Regions from separate parts of the Pan troglodytes genome. Here region 2 is linked to region 1. A link is a contact called in public Hi-C data. All regions are on one chromosome and are shown on one strand. Each heading gives the region's core, a stretch centred on a gene start, on an enhancer-like site or on the middle of the called end of the contact. The rest is flanking DNA. Distances are from core to core; before and after follow the strand shown. Region 1 has its middle 340 kb from the start of KLF3. Region 2 holds the start of KLF3 (KLF transcription factor 3).

What was found. Hi-C and Micro-C count contacts between places; a contact is called where the count stands out from the background.
Region 2: a Hi-C map of stem cell-derived neural progenitor cells shows a contact between it and region 1, with 5 times the contacts expected there. The contact joins the promoter of KLF3 here to the enhancer-like site in region 1. A contact is called at or near these places in 4 of 7 Hi-C or Micro-C datasets (blood, induced pluripotent stem cells, a lymphoblastoid cell line and 1 more), 1 of 1 datasets of contacts at active chromatin or transcription factors (stem cell-derived excitatory neurons) and 1 of 1 other capture datasets (stem cell-derived neural stem cells).

What each region holds. Positions count from the first base shown.
Region 1 is chr3:38,640,871-38,644,751 of NHGRI_mPanTro3-v2.0_pri, forward strand. No RefSeq gene overlaps it. Among named protein-coding and RNA genes, the nearest start is that of KLF3, 340 kb to the right of the region's middle. Within about 2 kb of position 1,886, at least 14 of the 24 cell types and tissues checked have an H3K27ac peak or open chromatin away from gene starts, as enhancers often do. A contact at or near this core is called in a lymphoblastoid cell line, stem cell-derived excitatory neurons, stem cell-derived neural progenitor cells and 1 more, where this site is marked.
Region 2 is chr3:38,985,741-38,989,621 of NHGRI_mPanTro3-v2.0_pri, forward strand. KLF3 (KLF transcription factor 3) reads left to right here and starts at 1,910. Exons shown (of 6, transcript XM_016951446.3): 1 at 1,910-2,350. LOC134809783 reads right to left here. Exons shown (of 8, transcript XM_063808704.1): 1 at 2,684-3,881. The coding sequence starts at 3,105. LOC134809784 (putative uncharacterized protein FLJ13197) reads right to left here and starts at 2,684. Exons shown (of 3, transcript XM_063808708.1): 1 at 2,065-2,684. The coding sequence starts at 2,425.

The sequences.
Region 1 (3,881 bases), core at 636-3,135:
GTAATAGTGCTATAATGGGCATTCAATGATGTAGCGTCATTCACAGGACCTTGATCTCTTAGTCTGGGCTTCCTAGGGAACCAGCTGAGTGGCCTTGGACTCAACCCTGTACCTTTCTGCTCCTCAATTCCTCATCTGTGACACAAGCTTAATTCACCTGTTCTGTGTGCTCATAGGCTGTTATCCGGCTCAACTGTGAAAACACTTTGAAATCACCATTATCATCATCCTCATGGTGGAGTTTTCAGTTGTGCGTGTACAACTGGAAGCCATTGTGTCAGAAACGTTTGAACCAGAGCAACTCCATCTTGAATAGGGGCTGGGTAAAATGAGGCTGAGACCTACTGGGCTGTGTTCCCAGGCAGTTAAGGCATTCTAAGTCAAAGGATAAGATAGGGTGTCAGCACAAGGCACAGGTCATAAAGACCTTGCTGATAAAACAGGTTGCAGTAAATAAAGAAGCCAGCTAAACCCCACCAAAATCAAGATGGCAATGAGTGTAGGATCCTCACTGCTACAGTCCCACCAGCACCATGACAGTTTACAAATGCCATGGCAACATCAGGAAGTTACCCTATGTGCTCTAGAAAGGGGAGGCATAAATAATCCATCCCTTGTTTAGCATATCATCAAGAAATAACCATAAAAATGGGCAACTAGCAGCCCTTGGGGCTGCTCTGTCTATGGAGTAGCTATTCTTTTATTCCTTTCATGTCTTGTCTTTTTTTTTTTTTTTTTTGAGACAGAGTCTGGCTCTGTCACCCAGGCTGGAGTGCAGTGGCATGATCTCAGCTCACTGCAACCTCCACCTCCTGGGTTCAAGCGATTCTCCTGCCTCAGCCACCTAGTAGCTGGGATTACAGGCGTGCACCACCACGCCCGAATATTTTGTATTTTTTTTTTTTTTTTTTTTTAGTAGAGATGGGTTTCACCATGTTGGCCAGGCTGGTCTCGAACTCTTGACCTCAGATGATCCGCCCACCTCGGCCTCCCAAAGTGTATTCCTTTACTTTCTTAATAAACTTGCTTTCATTTTAGTCTACGGTCTCACTCTGAATTCTTTCTTGTGTGAGATCCAAGAACCCTCTCTTGGGGTCTAGATGGGGACCCCTTTCCTGTAACAAGTGTACAGTTGGAGGCCATTGAAAAACAACCAAGCCTAAGATGGGACATGATACCATCTTAAGAATATTTGTATTTGTCTCTCTGACACTGTCTGCAGACTAGGGTCACTCAAAGGATGGATGTGGATCTCTTGATTTGCCAACTCTCACTTTCACCAAGCATTTTGACAAGGGTTGGAGGGGTCCTTTAATAAGAGGTATAGGCGAAGGAGGTAGGAACTAGTCTCTTCATCTGGACCAGAGAAGGAACTCTGGTTCTGCAAACAAATGAAAAGCTTAGGAAGGCCTTGTCCTGACGAAATTCACAGGCTTCTAATCCTCTCCCTTCCCCACCTTAAAAACACACAAAATTAAGGAAAAGACAAGAAAGGCGGTAAGATTCTTGAAAGAGCTTTCAAAAATGAGAAAAGAAAAACAAGAGAATAAACAGCACAATGTGTCCTGATATGTTAATATGTTTCCCTTTCGTTTTGCGTTTTTTTTCCCCTTTCCTTCAAAAAAAAAACAAAAAAATCTAGGATTTTGTCTCCTCTAAGGAGAAATTAGGAAGGAAAATTTGACATAATCTCCAGAGCTGTAAAACTTCTTTGTATGCCGTCACTTGAGTGCTTTTTCTTACATTCCCTTAAGTAGCCAACCTACCATGTGGCGAGTTTGTGAAGCCAGGAAGGGAGGCAGTAACCCGAGAGGCGCTGCAGGGCGGCTCCCCATGGCGAGGGAGGGCAGGCGGAGCCCCAGCTCCTCCCAGCCGGCTGAGCGCTCGGCCCCTCCTATGGCCGCAGGGGAAAAGGAGGAGAGACCTACATTTAAAAAGGCAGGAACCTACCAACTGCAGAGTGAGAATTCCCATTCGTGAGGTCAAATCGAGGTCAAGAATTTCCTAACCATCTCTGAAAAACCCCCTATTTAGGGGGTCAAGTCGGGCTGGCAACACCCCAAATCATTAACTAAATCTAACTTGATCTTCAAAAACACAGCCTAGGACTGTTTTTCTTTCTTTCTTCTGCCTGAATGTTTCTCAGTGGCATTTCTGTTACTTCCTGTTTGTGACCGGGCTTTCCTTGCCCTACTTCCTTTTTTAGGGGTTTAGGTTGCCTCGACGGCCATTTCCACTTAGATGGATGGAAAAGGGGTGTGTGTGCGTTGGATTGGAAGGGAAACAGCTCACATTTATTTTTATGTTTTAAAACTCTTTTCTCATGCATTCACATTCTTTCATTTACGTTCTACAGCAACACTATGAGACCAACAATATGATTATGCCCAAATTACAGTTAAAGAAACTGAGGCTCAAAAAGATTAAATAAGATGTCCAAGTTCACTCATCACATAAAGGCGCAAAACATGGATCTGCGTTCCAAGGGTCTGAAATCCAAAGGGGCTTGGGGATTTCACGAGGTCTGAATCTAAAACTGAAGTTCTTTTCATTTATTGAAACCTTAAGGGAGACCTAACTTTAACTTATTTGGCAAAACTTTATTCAGGGAAGACTTTTATTCAATCTTTATTACAGAGTTTATTCTTCAAATGTAAAGAAAAGACTTAGCTTAGTGCCTTCCCCAGAGCAGTGGGAGAATTATGAAAGATGTACTATTGCTTTTTTTTTTTTTTTTTTTTTGGCAACCTCTCTGCTCTGCTGTCTTTCACCCTGGCCATCCCAGGACCAAGCTGGGGCATTCATGCTTGCCCCGGAGCCAGGCCTGCACTTCCAGCGTCAGGCAGTAGGGGGAGCATGTGTGCAAGAGGAGGAAAGCGGCTCCAATTGGGCAGGAAACGTCTGAGACCATGTGTCCTTACCCGGCTCCGGTTGAAAATTTAATTTTTTTGCTGCCTGAATGCTTAGGACCCATGGCTCCAGGCTTCTCTGCAAAAATTTATGCTTACTGATTTGTAGGGTGGGAAAAACCAGCCTCAGGGAGTTGTAGAAAAAGATTACACGTGTCCACTGGATCAGAGGAAGTAAAAACCTCCACACGGTTGCTGGGGAAGGATCCAGGCCTCCTGGCCTCCGCCCCTATGTGAGGGGGAGAGGACGCAGAGGCCCACACTATGGGCCGTCCTGGGTCCAAGCATCCCAGGGCCTCCACCTGAAACCTGCCAGAGAAGACAGGATTTTGTACAGTCCCTAGCGAAAGAATTGGAATGTACACAGCAAATGGGGAGAAACGTTTGTGTTTTTTCATTGTATCCCTGGCTTCTGGAACAGCGCAGGTGGCGGCCTGGCTTCTGGTACTCACATTGACCGAGCCTGTTAACTTAGGCTGCGCTTTGACAAGCTCCTTGAAGTCAGGTGGAAAAGAAACAAATGTCCTAAGCTTGAGCTTGTACTAGGTCTAAAATAACTTTTGAGTGCTGGCAGGTCACCTCTGCTCTGGGATGTAGCTTTCTCCCATTTCTCCTTTCTCCATTACAAGTTTAGTTTCTTAACCTGGGAAAGAAAAGTTTCAAAACTGCAGCAGTGGAGAACCCCGAGGGCTGGCTGGCAATAGTGTCATTCAAAGGAAAACAGAGAAGAACCAAAAGCTGATGTTTGCCTGCACTTTGGATTTGGATATAGAAGACAACTGATATTCTTTTTTTGATGGTGGTTATGTACAGAAAACGTTGGTCTTGGTTCCAAATACACATGAGATTTGTATTCTAATGCACCTGTTCCTGTGATTTTTTGTTGTTGTTGTTGTTTAAAATGGTGACTTCCTAGGGTATTTTTCTAGACCAGTAGAAAAGACGTTAACCAAAGCTTCCTGTAAAACTACC
Region 2 (3,881 bases), core at 660-3,159, 340 kb after region 1:
CAAGTTGCATTTGAGCAGCTTCCCACAGGGCACCGAACACAGTGTTCACTAATTAACTTTTTAAAATGGCTTTTCTTCTCCTTTGCCGCCTGCCCCTTCCATATCAAAACCACTCCCTTCTTATCTTGGGTCACACTTTTCTCCGACAGGCCTATTTCGCTCTTCCCCTTTGCGTCCACACCCACATGAACAAGGTAAAAAACATGGTTTATGTGCTTCAAGTTCTCGTCCCTGTGTCCCTGGAGAAAAAAACGTACTTTTTTGAGCACCTACTATGAGCCAGTTTCACCAGCCATTCCTAGCACGGTGTTCCGCTAATGCAAACCTTAAGGCAGCCAATCAGACATTTAATGATGTCAGTGATCAATAAATGGCAATTAGTAATTGACACGAATCCAACTCCTTTTTTTTCTGGAATGTCTTTTATTCATTATGAAGAAAAAAAAAACTCACACCCTTTACATTTTAAAGATGAAGCTTATGGGATAGCACGACGTCCCATGAGCCGGCGTCGGTTCTGGGTATCCTCCACGTGGCCTTTCCCGGACTTGCGTTATTTACAATATGCGATTTCACTACTTGAGGTTACCGAGTACTAATTTTACGATACTGTGTAGCTACATGAAGCGGCTCGAAATATACTATTATCACTCCGTTTTAAGCAGCACGATGTCTGGATGAAGCATCAAAGCGAGATGGGTCAACTTAAAGGGCCTTTAAAACATCTTGAAGCAATAATAAGCCATACACTGAAGCAGGGGCGGTTTTAAACATTACACAGAACTTAAAACAATCGAAGGAATTCGTCCTTTGTTCTTTTTATTACATTAATTATTACATTAATACTGTTTAAAAAGAAACTCAAAAGGCATTAAACTTAGGTACCAATCTACAAAGTCCTCGAAGGGGCCTGGCTTGGACCGAACGCGCTTTTGTGCCGCCCCGCTCGCTCGCAGCACCCTGAAGGCCACTGAGCTTAGGGCGCTCGGTCCCTAGAAGCGACTTGAAACGAGGGGGTCGCCAGGCCAGGCCCTCGTTCTGCAGGGGAGGATCCGACCAAAGTTTGCCAAGTTTCCAGGCAAGCCCGACTGCGCAAATGCCGCTTTTTAGCTCCAGCGGCAGGCCTGGCCCGTGGGAGGTTTGCCCCAAGGGTCTCCGGGCCTTCAAAGAAAAGTCCCACGAGGCGGGGGGCGCCGCCTGGGCCGCCGGCCAGGGGGACCCGTCGCCCCAGGGCACAAAGAAAGAGCGCGCCTACAGGGTGTCCCCTGACCCCGGCGACTCGGGGCCAGGGAGGCTCGGCGCGCCCCAGCGGCCGCTCTTCCCCTCCCGAACCCGCCCGGCCCACTCGCTCCTGCACCGCGGCCGCCTCGGCTCGGCTTTTCTCTTGCAGTGAGCTGAGTGCGCTCAGCCGAGGAGGGGCCGCGCCGGCCGCGGGGCCCAGCCCTTCCCGCCGCGCCCGGGGCCGCCCTTCCCGCTGGAGCCGGCTGATCGATGGCCCTGGCCGCCCGCGCCCCCCGCCTCGGCTCGCCCGCGAGCCCGGCTGTGTGTTTTGGAAGCAGCGCAGCGGGCCGCAGCCGTGTGACGCCCGGAGCGGGCAGCGCCGCCCTTCCTTCCCCCCGGGCTCGGGCGGCGGCGCGGCGGCGGGGCTGGGCGGGAGGGCTGGCGGGGCGCGGACTCCGGGGAGGAGGGCGCGGGGAGGGGACGCGGGCGGGGGCGCGGGGCCGGGCGGGGGGCGGAGGCCGCGCCGCGCACGCCCAGCCCCACGGCCGCGCCGCGCCTCGTGGGACAGGTTGGGCCGGCGGGGCGGCGCCCGACTCCGGGGAATAATGAGTGTCTGTCAGGCCGTCCCCGGGTGACTGGGCGGGGCGGGGCGGAGGCGGCGCGGGAGGCGGGGGTGGCGGGGGAAGGGCGCAGGGCGGGGTGCGTGTTTGCGCGAGTGACTCGGCCGACCCCTCCGGCGGCTGCCTCCACCCAAGTGGGTGGGGACCCGCCCAGCCCGGGCGGCCGCGGCGGCTCCCTCTCCCCTCCCTGACCCTCCCACCCCGGGTCCCAGCCTCTACTTACCCCGCCAGCCCCGGGAGGCTCGCAGAGCGAGCGGCGCCGGCGTCATGTGACTGCCCGGAGTTGGTGCCAGGAGCCAGAGGGGAGCCAGGAGCGGAGCCGCGCGGAGCCGGGGCCCGAGCCGGAGCGCAGCGAGAGCGCCCGCCGCACGCGCGCCCGTCCCCGTCCCCTGCGGCCGCCAACGCCGCCCGGACTGGAGCCCTGACATTGCTGCGCTCGGGGGACTCCAGGCAGCCCGTATCGGGGCCTTTATTTCTCGTCGGCGGCGCCCTGCACCGCGCCTCGCAAAGTAAGTCCCGTCTCCCTCACCTTTGCTCCGCACCCTGGTCCCTGCCGCCCCCCTCCTCGGCCAGTCTGGTTTCATTTTTTCTTCTGGAGGGGGCCGCGGGGAATGGGTCGGGGGTGCAGCGCTGGTGTTGGGGGGGGGCGCCTGCGGGCTTGGGAAAGTGCGGCGGCTTCACTTAGCCGGGGTGGGGGCGGAGAGCAAGCAAGGAGGAGGGGGTCACGGGTTCGCGGTGAAAAGTGAGGGGTTGAGGCGAGGCACCCTGCGGACCCCGGGTGCGGGGGAGCGGGGCTGGCAGCGCCCGCCGCCGTCCCGGGCAGGGCGCGGGCGGGGGCTCACCTGTGTGGTCCCCGGCCTCCTCCCGCCCGCTCACGATTCCCTCCAAAGCCCCAGAAATCTCCGTGCTCTCCGCGTGTGGCAACGTTGTTTGGAGAAAGGTAGCGCCGCGGCCGCGCGCTCCTGCTCCTCCCCCTCCCGGTGCCCCCCCACCACCACCACAACCCAGGCTCCCGCGTCCTTCCCCTCCCCGCCCTCCGCCCGCGCCCCCCGCCGCCCCCCTCCCAGGACACGGCGCGCGGCCGCTCGCCCGCCACAGCAAACTTGGAGCAGTCTCCCGGCCCTCTGGAAAGAAACTTAGGGCAATTGGGATTGGAGGCAGCATCCCATTCTCGGTTCTGGAGCCCAGGAGCTGCCAGGGCGTCTGGATCCTCCGGGGCAGGAGAAATGAGCTGGCCGGGTTTGGAGAGTCTTCCTGGGGGCATGGAGAGAACCTGCCGCAGTGCCTGGAGCAAGGATTGCAGCGTGGCTGAAGGCGGAGGACGCCTTAGGCAACTGCCTGCAGCCGAGCCTGATGGGGACCCAGGGACAGATCCCTGGATCAGGACCCATGGGACCTACCTAACATTTCCAAGTGGCTTTCTTAGAGATGGCAGATAAGATCTGGAATTGTCATATTCATTTTTTTGGGCAGATAGCCACTGACAAGGAGAAGCACTTTTCTGGTTTAAATTTTATAGCAGTATACAATAATACTAGAAGAATGTGAATGAGACTTATTTTTAATAAGTCAAGTTAAACGGAAATTGGAAATTGCTCACCTTCTTGTATTTCACTAAAATAAACATTTTACACTTAACCACTGAATTTCTTACTCAGAATTTATGTTTCCATTAATATCACCCAAGACATTTTAAATATATTGATTATATTCTCACAAGAGTCTGGTATATGGGAAAAAGTATGAAGTGGTATTCTGACAAGTACCTGAAATATGCCAGCAAAATCAAGTGGGGAATAGGCCAGTTGTTCATTATAGGTTTTTCCACACAGCAGTTTTGTGCTATCCTTTTCTGTATGAATTTGAGGAGCATTTTTATAAGAGAAATTCATCTGGATGATCTGCCTCACCCTAGGGAAGAAGACTTGCTTTTAGGGGAAAAAACAATCTGCTAGCATTAATATCTACAAATTTTTTGGAGTTAGTAATAGTGTTTAAGGAAAGTGTCCACGAGTGATTTCTTCTGGTTTGAAAAGAGGT